Regions from separate parts of the Rattus norvegicus genome. Here region 1 is linked to region 2. A link is a contact called in public Hi-C data. All regions are on one chromosome and are shown on one strand. Each heading gives the region's core, a stretch centred on a gene start, on an enhancer-like site or on the middle of the called end of the contact. The rest is flanking DNA. Distances are from core to core; before and after follow the strand shown.

Region 1 (6,552 bases), core at 1,163-3,662, 110 kb after region 2:
AATGGTTCCCTTTTTCTTTCCTTACCTTTGCTACCTTTATTGATGCTGCTCCACCACTGCTCAGTTCTGTTTGAAGGGCCTGGACCTTAATGGGACAGAAGACATAATTAGACATGGCTCACAACAGCAGGTTAAAAACACAAGTCATCATTTTCTTGGGCGTTGACTAAATACTTTCTTAAGCAAATTGGAAATTCTACAATCTTTCCTAAATGATCAGGATCTTTGTATTGGTTTGAGATAGCTGTGCAAATGACCAAGAATGGATATACTGGTGTATTTGGTTAATGCTTGTGGATTATGTAGTTCAAAGCATTGCCATTGCTTACCACTCCCTTAACACAAGCATTTCCTTTTTTTCTTTTTCTTTTTGATTGATGTGCCCATTTTGGGAATTCTTAAAAGAATTTTTTTTCCCTCCTTGGGAGAACAGTTGTAGAGTTCCTGTCTAGCATTTGAGGCACATTTCTGTGGGAATCAGATAGGAAAGTTCTGCTGACCATTTACACTAATGAAGATGAGCATTAGCGTGGATAATATATTTGGATTTGATGTGCATTATGTGATTATTTTTGCAGCACAATTAACTTCCTGATTAAACTTCGCTGAGCATACGCTTGGTAGAAAACTGGATGATCAAATTGTTAGTTTAGATGATAGGTGATGTGAATTTTGGACAGGTTTTCCACTCAAATAGTTGTAAATCTGAGATAACTCTCTTTCTTGTCTTTAAAATGATGAAATTATTTAACCTGATTTTTGAGAGGGAGAGGGGAAAAAGGTAGGTTGGAAACTCAGGAGATGCAGCAGTGACAAATTGTGGCCACCAGAGGGGGAAGTCCAGTCAGTCTTCTTGTGGCTTTGTTTCTGACCAGAATGTGTGTCATTGATGGAAGTGAAAGGGACACATTGTACCTATCATATCCTTGTCTATTTATAAGTTATAGGGCCTCTTGCTCTCTATTCTCCAGTTTCTGCTTTTTTTCTCTTCAATTTTCTCAGTCGAACTAGGACAAATAAAGAGAGTTGAGGTTGTCAGGTCTTTATCTGATCTTTATTTCCTAAGATAGTTAATGACTCAGAAGACTGATGCACATCTTGGATGGAAAGTACAGTAGTCACCAGTTTCTTCCAAACACAGCACACAAACAGTGCTCAACCTAACCCATCCTCTTGTTGAAATCAAGAAAGAAAATGAAGATGTTTGAGAAGTAGAACAGAGGGAGCAAGTATTTGTAATTAGGTTCCAGTCTGGCATTGCTATTTTATGTGGTCATGGACATTAAAACCTTGGATCTGAGCCAAGCATGGCAGTGTATGCCTTTAGTCCCACTCACGAAACAGAGCAGAGGCAGGTGGATCTCTGAGTTTGGACTAGCGGGTCTATCGAGTTCCAGGTTAGCCAAGGCTTTATAGCAAGACCCTGTCTCAAAAACAAAACAGAACAAAATCTTTGGAACTTCAGTATCTTTGTTTGAAAGATTAGGATGCTTATTTTTAACCTATTTGATCCTTTTTTTAGTAGTATAAGATTTTGTGGAAATTCTTTAATATTTATGTGCAAGGCAGTACTGTTCTTAAATTAGAACATTATAGCAAAGGTACACATTTTAAATATAGTATGTTATTTTGCTAAAACATCTGTTGGTAATTATTAATACATAAACACTAAAGACAGAAAGACACTCTAGTGAGACATCTTTTTACTCCACAAAGCGATAAATTGAGCATAGGTTCAAGATGGCAATGGTTCAGTTAATAGTTGAAAGACCAGGAGGAGCCAGGATGTCCCACATCCTGATTGGGGGACAGGGGAGTTGATAGTATGTCATTTAGAGGAGATCATTTGGGAAAGAGTAAACATAGAAAAGGAGTTAATGAGTTCTAGGATTTCATATCACAAAGCTGATGTCACATTCTACTTTTTATAGCCATAAAAGTGGGAATAATTTTTATATGAATCCAGTTATGTGATTCTTAAGTTGCTGGAGGGCTAAGGGTACGATGGAAAGAACAAAGGTAGCTGTGAAGTCCAAGCAGACAATCAGATGGGTGTTTAGTAAGCAACAGAACAAATGGTTACAGAAATGTGCTTGTGAAAGCAGGCAAGGATTAGGATTTAACAATTTGATATACAAATAAGGGAGTATAGGCCGTTTGAGCAGACTAGCTATATACAGTGTTTTAGAATTCTGTATAAGACAGGATCTTAATCTGCCCTGACTTAATGAGCTTTCTTGATGTTGGTCTACTTGGTAGATCCCAGACTCCACACATTTGGGGTTATTGATGGTATCACTGACAAACTCTAGGTGGTTTGATGGTTCTAATAGCTTCACACTCCACAGGATACACATATTCACAGATCTGCTCACCACTGCTGTGAGTTCATTTCCCAGAAATGAACTGGCTAGTAAAAATTTGGCAGGCAAGCCAGCTTTTCAAGTGCTGCTAGGAATAGAGCCCAGCTGTTCCCTTTGGGCTTTGAGCTGTTGGAATTCATTGTTAGCAGCTAGAAAGAATCAAACTGTAACATTTTTAGCCTAGTTCATGACAGCAAAGCAGAGGTGTTAAGATTTCTGTTCTAGAGGTTTATACTGCAAGTAACTTAACCTGATTGTGTGTCTTAATATTACTGGGCTTCTGACCGCTGAAATATGGCTTGGATCGATGGTGGTTTGGAGAAAGTAGAAAGAGGGCTATCCATCATTCAGAGGCTCCATAGAAGCTGGCTGATAATGCTGCTTTCACCAAGCAGCCATCTGTCCATCCATCCATCAGTAGGATGAAATGAGATTTAGCGGAACAGGCAGCCGTAACTCTGAGATACTTTCTAACCAACAATTGTAGCTCTGGCCTGAGTCTGACCACAAAGCACAGCAGTGGGGTTTGGCGGGATGTGGCAGTAAGGGCAGTCTACTTCCCGTCACTGCCAGCCTAGAACAGATTCAGTTTGAGGCCCTAGCTCAACCTTCTTTCCCATACAGAATTTGGCTAAACTTGGAATGATGAGACTGTCATTCTTTTAGCTCCAGACAGTTTTGCAAGTTAAGCAAATGTTTTTCATGGAGAATATTTTCACATAACACTATACGAACTTCTTCTGTGTTCATCATAGTAATGAGGGATGAGATTAAATTAAATCTAAATAATTTAATAATTTTATTTCATGTAAGTTCTTTTTCTTACTGAATTAAAAATTTACCCAGTTCTTAAGTAGTAAAAATTGAATTTTTTTCTCCCTATATTAGTGGTTTTTAAATGAAAGGAAGAGAATATGGACAGGGAAATAGGTAACATTATAAACAAGAGACTGGATGATACTTAAAATGGGTCATGAGGTTTTGATAACTGAAATCCAACTGTGTCTTCCCTGCTCCTATGTTCTGGTGTACCATGCCTTCTGAGAGCCTCTGGATCAGTGTGTGTGTGCGCTTGTTGTCAATCCTGTGGTTGTCCTAGGCATAGCCAGCTTCCTTGGCCATGTTATTGCAGTGGTCACTCAGACCCCAGCTCCTGTTCTTTGTTCTGAAGCCTTGATTTTCACTTCAGATTGAGGGAGGGGTTTGAGGGAACCTAATGTACCGGAGATGCCTCGGAAATGAGAGCCTTGGATGAATTCCTGGGCTTATTGATCCACCGGCAGTTTATGCATCCTGACATTCATAATCTCAGTAGGCTGCTGATGTTCCTGATTAATGGGCCCAGGGGCTGTCCATCCGTCACTTCACATTAATTACTGAAGAGGTGTTTTTCCAGTGATTTACCTGACAGTGGGCTGTGATAAATACCCCTAAGCAGAGTGGGCAGTGATTAATCACAGGACCACACCCCTCCCCCCAATCCTTTCCCCCTAACCACAGGCCAGCGCTGGGACTTGACCAAAGAGTGCCCCCTCCCCAGAAGCTATCTATCTCTATAATTGCTTGGGGATGCATATTTATTGGGCATGAGACCTGGCAGATAGCATTTTAGAATTTGTGCCAAAGATGATGAAAAATAAATCTTATTGGTAAGACGACCATGTTTTTACACGGAGTAAAAACATGTAGTGTGTGAGCTGCTCACACATTACCTTGAAAATTTCAGGGAGCATTAGCTGCCTACTTGTATGTACATACATACATACATACATACCACAGGGCTAGTTTGTTTTACAAGCTTCAGAAAGGGCAAAGGTCTGGCTGGTTAGGTGACTCCTCAGGTAAGGCCAGTTGTCATACAAGCCTGATGACTGAGTACAGTCCTTAGAACCCATGTAAAGGTGGAAGGAGAGACATAACTCCTCAGGGTTGTCCTCTGACCTCTGTATGTACTATTGAATGTGTGTCTATACAGCACATCATGCATGGGCGCACACATAAATACAAACAGTAAATTAAACAGGTCCAGGTTTTGCATTCATGATGCTTCTAGTTTACTCAGAGAATACATGAACAAATATAATTTAGGAAATTATTTTAGGTACAGTACAGTTGGACTGGTGTAGAACTCCAGGGTTCCATTTCTTAATCTTATGGCTGTAGAAAATGAAATTAGCTAAGTACTGAAATACTTAGTGTCTTCCATGGGTCAGGTCAGGCCCTATTTTCAGCTGTGGAGGATGAGTGTAATACAGCTGCAGATTTCAGAAAGCACAGTCTAATGTGCCTTGTCTCATTTCTAAAAATATAAAGGCAGACTTTTCCAGGAAGTTGTTAAAGGAATTTAAAGTTAACTAGTACATCCATTCTTTTTCTCGGAGTGTTTTTTTAGTTCTATGTTCATGGGTGTACAAGGAACATGTTAAGGACAATATCTACCTTCAAGAAACTTGCAGTTTCATCTGGTTTGTCCTTCCTTCCTTCCTTCCTTCCTTCCTTCCTTCCTTCCTTCCATATGTATCTATGTGCTCATCATTGTGTCAGGGGTGGTTCAGAGGCCCCTTTGCAGCTGGACTTTCAGGCAGTTGTGTTCTACAGGCAGATGTGAGAGCTGGGAAAGGACAGTACATGCTCTTAAATGTTCAGCCATGTCTCCAGCCCAGGACTGTTGGGTATTAGACAACATTCGTGATGCGTAAATGGAACTCACCCTCCATTAAAAAAAATAGAGAGAGATGAAGAACTCTGTTGTTCATGGTAGTCCCAAATTCCTGGGTTCAGGCAGTCATCCTGCGTCAGTCATCTGGGCAGTCTACCTGGGATCTTAGGTACTTGACATGCTTGGCATAAATGTATCATTTAAATAATGTTATATATGTCATGAATGCCACAAATGATGAGTGCATGTGGAATGTGACTCAGTTGTCTTTATATTGATAGTTAAAGGATAGAGTTGATTTTGTGATACATCTTTTGGATGAATGGTGACTGGGGCTATTTGAGCTGACATAGTTCAAGTAGATCGTTTTAGAAGTTAGAAGGAGCAGGCTACGATGTCATTCTACCTAAAGTAGAGGATTCGTATTTGAGAGTGGTAGTAATATCATGATTAAAATAGTAGGTTGATACCAAGCCATGAAGGAGCTTTATTGCCAGGTAAGCTTGATTCATATATCATAGGATATAGTGAATCACTAAGAGAGAGAGTGTTGTGTGGGGGTAGATGTTCCTACTAGAGGGTTTTAATGTCTGGTCTACATTCAGCTTTAGGTCTGCCCTTTTAACTTGTATTTCATAGACAATATTTCTCCACATGCTTATTCTTCTCCTAAGTAGTTGGTTTTGAGGCTTTGTAGCCACGTGGGCTCTTTCCTGTGTTCAACCTCAAGTTTTTATAAGTGCCTCAGTTCTCTCCTGGGTCTCAGGTATGAGACTTTTCAGTGATGCTGACTGCCCCTAGTCTTCAGAGTTAGAGGTTTGTTGCCTTGTACCTGGCTACTAAGGTTCTGGGCCTGGAGTAGTAGTAGTAGTAGCTCTTGCTGTCTTTTTTCTTCAGACACTTAGGCCTTTCTGGAAAGAGACATAGGGGAGTCTTGGTACTTACCCCTGGGGCCCACTATTCTCTCCTTCCAAATGTGTCTCTCACTTGTCTGAAGTCCTCCTCCATGTATCTCTATTGGAGTCTATGGAGAAGATGCTGTAAGAAAGAAGTTCCTTCATTTCTGTGTCTACTAAGAGTTCTATATTGATCTTATGGTAACCCATATTTGATGTGTAGCTGAGTTGTTGCTGACCACTCTAGTATCCAGCTCATGTCCCACCAGTCCTTTGAAGAGCCTTTCTTCAGATTTGAGGCATGTGTTTGTCCCTAGCCTCTGGATTGATAGCTTTGTAATGTATAGAAGCACAAATTTCCTTGAAACCAGCAACTTCTGAAACACTTTAGAATTCTGGAAAAAAAATTGGTTGATATACTGTCTATCTTTCGTTTTTGTTTACAAATGAGGATATTCTTTCCAGCTTCTTCTGCTATAATTAACCCCCATGAGTCAGTGGCTGAGGTAGGAAGGTATGTGCAGGGCTTGTAAAGCTGGACAGTCTCAAAAAGTTAGGTGACCCACAACTCAGGGTTGCATAGCCAACAAGCAATTACAAACCTGGATATTAGAGCTCTCTGAGAGGGTGTCAG
Region 2 (7,596 bases), core at 3,836-6,335:
CTTATCTTTTGTTAAGACCACTCCCCCCCCAACCCACCGCAAGCACACACAAAGCACCATGGGACATGGGGAATGACTGGCCCAATGTTGCTGGGAGTCAGCACCGGAGAAACAGAACTTTCCAACCCCCCCTCCAAATCTGTAATAATAGCAGTATTAATAATAGTCCACTTGTAATTTTCTAAGTGTTTTCACAGCTCATAATTATTCTTCACAACAACTTTGGGAGAGTTTGGGTAAGCCAGCTTCAAAGGAGCACATGTGAGTTCCAGACTAGCTCCGCCATCCACTTGCTGTGGGGCTCTGCCTGGTCCTCCCTCCCCTCTGGATCTCAGTGTCCTCAGCTAAGAAACAGAGCTGATTAGAACATTTCCAAAATTTCTACCACCTGTAACGCGCTGCTGTGCTCCAGCCTTGGTACCATAGAGCTCTGGGGCCAGATAATCAGCGGTGCAGGGACTTCCCTGTACACTGAAGGATGTTTAGCAACATCCTGGCCTCTCTCCCACCAGACGAGGCTTGTAGCGTCCTTTATTCCAATTGTGGCAATATATTATCTTTAGACACTGCCAAAAGTCTGGGTGGTGTGGCTTAAGTAATCTCTCCAGTCACTGTCTAGGCTGCAGTGGGGTCAAGAACATGAGGAGCTTAGTGGAATAAAGGTCTTTCTACCCATCCTTTACGGTGTTTCCTCTAACCCTTCACACCTTTTTGTATATGTTCCAAACCCAATCTCACAGCCCTCCGCTACTTCTTATTTCTTAAACGCCCTAAGTGGTCCAGAGTGTGTTTGGTGTGATAATGAACCAATTGATTTCATACTTTCTCCGAAGGAGAGTTCACAGGTTTATGTCCCCTAAGCAACCAGCCAGACTCTTCAGAAATCCAGAGCGGAGTCCAGGCTGGCCTGGGAGCCTATCTGCAGCCTGCAGGAGGCTCGGTGAGCATGGATTTGTCAGCACTCTTAAATCACTGGGCTCTGAGGAAAGCTTCTCCCAGCAGAAAGATCCTTCCCCAGGAATCAATAGCTCAGGGCCTTCCATCACATTCAGAATTATCCTGGGACCTGTAAAATTTCTTTTCCCCAAGTATGGCAGAACCCCAAAGTGAAAAATCCAGCAGTGGATCAGAGAGAGACCTGCCAGTCAGACTTTGCTCATAAGTCCTGATGTCACCATGACCAGAAGTTGATGTGTAAACCTCAACACTTGGCCTTGGCTGCAGAGGAAAAGATCCCAGAGTGTTCCCAGTGATCCATCACTAATAGCCCCTTCCAAACGACTGGCTCTTTGCATCACACCTAGTGAGATGCATCCCAAAGACCATCTCCCCCCATCTTTGCCCACCTACCCTCACAGGAAGAGCCTATATTCTTCCTATACCGGATGAAATTATACTCCTCTGACCTCATGTAGAATCAGATGAAGACCAAGAAGTTAAATAGGCTGATGAAGGTCTCACACACAGTTCTTGGGATCGCACTTAGGGAAATGGGCTCTGTATCTGGTGGCCAACATCCTCACCTCCCTCCTTTCTTATGGATGAAGACCCACCTTCTCTGTGAGACTGGACTGCTGAACAGTCTTAAGCATTTTCCTTGGCAACAAGCATCCATTAGGTGAGCCTCGGGGGCAGGGGGGGATTTTGCTTCTCAGAATTCTGGGATGGCAGCAGGGTTCCTGATAAAGACAGGCCACCAAATCTGCTGAGGCTCCGAGAAGAACCAACCCCACGGAAGTTCATGCAGTATGTAAAGAAACTGGGTGGTAGTGGGGAAAAGGGGTTTAGCTATGGACCGACCAGAGCAGCAGAACAGAAGGACATCCGAAATGAGAGCATCTTCTAGGTGCCCAGATACCAGAAGAGAAGGGATTGTTTGAGACCACAGCCTCTACTATGGTGACCTTGAGCTGAGAGCAGCAAGGATGAAGGAAGGGCACCTGGAAACACTCTTTGGGAGTTCTTTAGTTTACCTGGGATCTGAGTTTGAGAGGCCCCACCAGAAGAGATGTGTCTGCAGGACACAGAGACTGTTCCGGCCTGCCTTAAAGGATGTCCGAGCCTTGGCTTAGGTTCTAAGACTATCTGGTGAGGGCCTGCCCCTTTCTGATTTCATCCCACGGAGTTGCATAGGCTTTGCCTAAAGATCGTTTAGAACAGTAAGACAGGACAGTGGAGGGAGGAGAGAGGATAACCTGGGATTTCCACAGCCTGCGAATGTTCATTAAGACAGCTTTATCTGCCCTTGCCTTCCTTGCAAAGAAAATTTCCCCGAATTTACTAGAGCTATCAGTATAGCCAAGTCTGGCCAGTCAGTAATTACCAGTGCCTACTGTGTAGAAACATATGTCCATTTTCACAGCACAGAAGAAGGAGGTCACTGGAGTGGAGAAAGCTCTAAAGAGGGAACTGGGAGTCCTGGGGCTTGGCCCTATCTCTTCCACCAAACAGCCATGTGACCTTGGGCAAGACACTTGTTTTTACTTTGGCTGAATTTTTTGTAAATACATTGTACATGGGGATGTTGGGGATGGGGTGAGATGGACTAGATGCCTCCCGAATCTCTCTTTTTCTAGTCTTGAATATTCTTAGGTTTCCCAGAATTCAAAGAATACACAGATACCAAGCAGAAAACAGTGATCTCAGAGAGCAAGTGGAGTTATGTGCAAGCTCTCCCACCCCATTGCATCTGAGGTCGTCCCAGGATCACCTGAAGTCCACAGAACACGTGGCGGAAATGCCCCAATCACAATGGGTGATTGTTGGGGGGTTGTGGCCTGAGCTTTCTTAAAGCATTAAGTTACTATGGCCAGTGAAGGGTAAGAAACAAGTCACCATTCCCGAGCTAGGTGGTTTTGGTGCCCCCTACTGGTTACCAAGCAGCCTGTTCCACCTCCAAGCTTCCACTGACTTCCAAGGAGGCACGGGAGCTTGAAGACCAACCCCCGGTGGTCACAACCTGTTTAACAGAAGTATTTCCTGGTTGGTGGTCTAGTCTCTTTATAAGAATCTGTGTTTCAGTCTCAGTATTACACAGGCCATGGGTCTATACTCATTCACAGGGCTCCTCCATGCAACCACAGGATATCTTAACCAAACACCCTGGTACCAAAGAATAAACATCAGGGTTCAGAATGCCAGGTGCAGCCCAGATGGAGAAAGGAAGAAAGGGCAACAAGCAGGTATTTCACTGCACAAATCCCTAATGGAAAGAAGGTCTTGGGAAACGCAGCAGAGAAATGTTGACTGCAGGCAAACAGGGAATGGAGCATGGTGGTGGCGTGGGGAGGCTGGGCATGGACTGGTAACCCGCACATAAGATCATTAGCCTAAAGCAAAGATCCAAGGAGTTTGAACACAACCCCATGGATAGGGTTGGGAGAAGGTGAATGGCTAAAGAGCTAAAGATCCAAGGAATTTGAACATAACCCCATGGATAGGGTTGGGAGAAGGTGAATGGCACCAGCAGCCTTCAATCTTCTACCGAGTCCATCAGCACCAATTGGAGACCAAAGCATTCTACTCTTGGCCCTCTAGTCCAGTACCATGAACTAAACTCCCTTCATTGCCTACTAAATCGACTTTAGAACCTGCCTCCAGAAGAGGCTTCTTAACCAAGACAGATGAGAGAGAGAGAGAGAGAGAGAGAGAGAGAGAGAGAGAGAGAGAGAGAGAGAGAGAGAGAGAGAGAATACCGCCCTCTTGAAGACCATATTGGGACAACTGTCTATATTCCCATTTTTCCACCCTCCACTTCTCTGTCTTCAGTGAGGAACTGTTCAACTCTCCGGATCTGCCTTAATTCAACGGGAGTATTTGCTGTCCCAAGTTATCACAGTTTCAAATCTCCCCTGATAGCTTTTCCCCAGGAGTTCTTCCCAGGTTCAACACAGCATCACACAGCTGTCCTCTACTCTGGGAACCTTCTTGCTTTCTTTCCCAATTGGCTTCATTTTCGAAGTCTTGCACCCATCCCAGATGGTACCTCAAGTGCAACTCGTGAATGCTTCCAGAAGAACGGAAGCTCCCCTGGGATGCACAGATGCCACGGTAGGTGAGCCCACCCAATAGCAATAGTAATCATTAGTCATTCGAGAAGGAAGCCCCCCGCCCCCACCCCTAGGGAGGCTCCCATCCCGGCTGGGATGACTTTGGATTCTTTAGTTGGTTTCTGCAGAAGCGGGACTAACCAGGGCTCCCAACTACTGTGCTGCAAAAGAAGCACGCTGCATTGCTGGGCATGCCCCCAAGCCTGCCTGCCGCCCCACCAAAAACCTTTATGTGATTCCATAAGATCAAGGGGGACCCCATGGTTCCCCGAGAAAGCCGGAAAAGAGCTTGCCTTGAAAAAGCCCCAGCTTGAAAGCCAGACCACACCTCGGTCCAGCAAAAAGCGACTGGCAGCTACGCCGTGCACCGGGCTGGCTCCGGGAGCACTCTGCCACTCAGCGCTGTGCAGGGGAGACAGCTCGGCTTCCCGGGAGAAGAGCTATGCCCCGGGGGATCTTCCCCAACCTGGAAGCGTTGGCAATCGGCCGAGGCTGGTAGCTTAGTCGGCCCCAAACTGAGCCCGCCAGCTGGGTGACTCCCCGGGTACCCCCAGCACAGCCTTCACCTGCTCCGCCCCTTACTAGCCCCTTTGCCCCCTTCTCAAATCGCTGACCTCCATCCTATGTGCCCCTAACACGTTTTCTGCCAACTGTGGGCTGTCACCCTACACCTCGGCTCTTTTCTCTTCCACTACCTCCAGCCCGGCGCCCGCCTTGCCCCCAGCCCGCGGGGAGGATCTGCGCGCCAATCGAGTCCAGCGCCTCTTGGCAAGTTGGGAACAGCGTCGCCGCCTTCGCGGTCCCGATCTTCCCAGGTCCCCAGCTGCATCACCGCCACCCCTGGGGGCGTGCGGGGAGGGGTGCGCTGGGCTGGAGAAACTTTCTCCGCCGGAAGGGGTGGGGGCTCCAGGAGCGGATACTCACGCCCGGGTCAGCGCTCGGAGCCATCCTCTGGCTCTCTCAGCCCCACCGCCTGGGGGCGTCGGAGCGCTGGCGCTCACTGCCGCCTCTGCCGCCGGCGCCGCCGCCTTGCAGCGCCTAGCCCTGGTCCCGGGCTGGCCTCGAGCCTCCCGCCCCGACGCCGCGCGCTCGCTTTATACAACTCCACTCGAGCGCGCCCGGGCTTATGTAAAGGCTGGCGGAGGCCCGCAGCCAATGGCGCGGCAGCTGGAGCCGGGGCCCAAGCTTGGGGGGCGCACGCGCGGCCAATCGCGGCCCGGAGAGCCCGAGGAGCCGGGTGGGGGAAGGGGCACCTCCCCGCGCTGATTTAGGAGCCGGGATTGCGGTGGCAGCAGCCGGCAGCCAGGCTGGCCCGGCGCGGCGGGCATTGGGGTGGGCGGCGGCGCGGGCGGCGGCGAGGGCGGGTGCCCCCCGTGCTCTGCCGCGCCCCGCCGCCGCGCCGCGTAACCTTCAGGAGGCAGCGGGGCCTAGCGAGTGGGGAGAGGGCGCCTTTCAGGGACACTGGGGACCGGGCGGGCGGGAAGCGGATGTCCCCAGTGGGGGGGGGGGGTGGAGCGCGGGGAAGGCAGTGCAACGGGGGAGGGGAGGCCGGAGAGCCCCAGGACCCCGCAGCCACCCTGCGCGCAGGGTTGAGGGTGGCGGCGGCGCTGCCTTCTTTCTGCCTCCGAGATAACGATCAGGCGTCTCCCGGGCCGGGCCGGAGCGGCCGCGCGAGCCACGCCGATGGCGAGATTTCTCGCTGGGGAGCGAGCTCCGAGTCGATCTTTATCCAGCCAAGGGACGTGTCCGAGCGCCTCCCGGGGACTGCTCAGTATGGGGAACAGAGCTTCACCACGGTCCCAGAGGGCGGGGAGCAGGCGAGCGCAGCTCGGCGGTCAGGCGCAGCGGCCCAGGCAACTGCGGGCAGAGTCTGATTCCGCACATCCGCGCCCCCCCGCAGCAGGCAGAGGCCTCACTCTACCTAACCCTCTCTCCGGAAGCACCCACCAGGGCTGAGTCTGGCTCACCTGCTCAGGGCGTCTGCATCTACCACCCACCCTTCCTGCTTTGCCCACAGGGAGTAGTACTACTGTTGGCTTTCTCTCTTGTCACCAGCTATCATCAGCTGGGTGGGATGGCTTTGATCTCTCTGGCCCAAGGGTAGTGGTGGGAGAGCAACTAGGATGGGGAAGGTGTCTTGGTTAGCAACGTCCCAAATACCTGTGTTTGGGGCAGGTAACTTGCTAAGGTCTACAACATTGTAGATTCTTTTGCATCTACAATAGAACCAGATATACAATAGGTGCCCGGCAAGTAGTGAATTTTGACCTTTTGTGATAAGACCGGTAGATTTCTGAAAGCCAGACCCAGGGCCTCGGAGGAGAATATTAAACTGCTCTGCTCCAAAGGTTTTTGTGACCACTACTCACTAACTAGCGGCTTCTGTATTCTTGACTCTTAAAATGACTTGGATGAGGACTCAGCTATATGAGGATCCTGTCAACCAGTTCCTGGCTGGACCTGGTTATCTCCAATACTGATTAGAATTGTCGGCCCAGTTTTTTTTTTTTTTTCTCTTTATTAACTTGAGTATTTCTTATTTACATTTCGATTGTTATTCCCTTTCCCGGTTTCCGGGCCAACATCCCCCTAACTCCTCCCCCTCCCCTTCTATATAGGTGTTCCCCTCCCCATCCTCCCCCCATTACCACTCTCCCCCCAACAATCACGTTCACTGGGGGTTCAGTCTTAGCAGTACCAAGGGCTTCCCCTTCCACTGGTGTCGGCCCTGTTTTAAGGTATCTGTGCTCTTCTCTTAAAAGCAGAAGCTAAGCATAGACAGAGTCCATCTCTTGGGCTGCGGAGGAGCTCCTTGACCGTGGGGGAACCTTTGAGAATCTGTCGAAAGTCACTGGAGTCTTTTTCTGGAAAAACCTGGCAAACATTTACACATAAGCGACTACTGAGTATAATTTCAGAATCATTAGGAATCCGGAGTCTTTGGGTGCTCAGCCCAATAGCAACCTGTTTCTTCAGTGTTCCAGGCCAGCGGTTTGTAATCAACCTCTCTCTAGGGGTCGGAGACTGTTCTGTACCCTGTGAGACTCTGAATGGATGTGTGGATGTGCTTCTCAGAAAGATGCTCTCTCATACACAGGCCTGTATATGTGTGTGTGGGGGAGTGGGGTTGCTAGAACATAATCCAAGGTTCTGCATTAATACTCTTCACCCATCAGCAAGTAGACTTGGTCCCAAGCACACTGCTGGTCCCCGGTTCCCTCCAAAAGGAACAGCAGCAGGCTCTACACACTGATGGACACACTGCCACCCTGTGCTAAGGATTATCTGCACCCTGTGGCCGTGGTCCTGGAACCCGAGAGACTGTCTCCACACTTGTCCCCAGCCACTTTCTTTATGTGGAAATAAATAGCAGGTTGTCGTATTCTGTCTGATCCACGAGTGTTCCTCAGCCAGAAGCTCCGACTCAGGGAGACAGCAAGTGACTGGTAATTAACCAGTCTCACTGGAGCCCAAGCATCCGAACACACCTTTCTTGGTTTTGTTCTCACCTCCCTCTCTCTGCCTGGGAAGCTGTGAGCAGCAGCCC

Evidence for each region. Hi-C and Micro-C count contacts between places; a contact is called where the count stands out from the background.
Region 1: a contact with region 2 is called in a Hi-C map of frontal cortex, with 2.4 times the contacts expected there. The contact joins the enhancer-like site here to the promoter of Crtac1 in region 2.

What each region holds. Positions count from the first base shown.
Region 1 is chr1:251,286,614-251,293,165 of GRCr8, forward strand. The region is part of intron 1 of R3hcc1l (R3H domain and coiled-coil containing 1-like); the gene reads left to right. It overlaps LOC120100039 (a long non-coding RNA gene), which reads right to left and starts at 6,069. Exons shown (of 3, transcript XR_005499692.2): 1 at 5,968-6,069; 2 at 26-85. Within about 2 kb of position 2,413, at least 15 of the 93 cell types and tissues checked have an H3K27ac peak or open chromatin away from gene starts, as enhancers often do.
Region 2 is chr1:251,177,604-251,185,199 of GRCr8, forward strand. It overlaps Crtac1 (cartilage acidic protein 1), which reads right to left and starts at 5,086. Exons shown (of 15, transcript NM_134401.2): 1 at 4,974-5,086. The coding sequence starts at 4,997.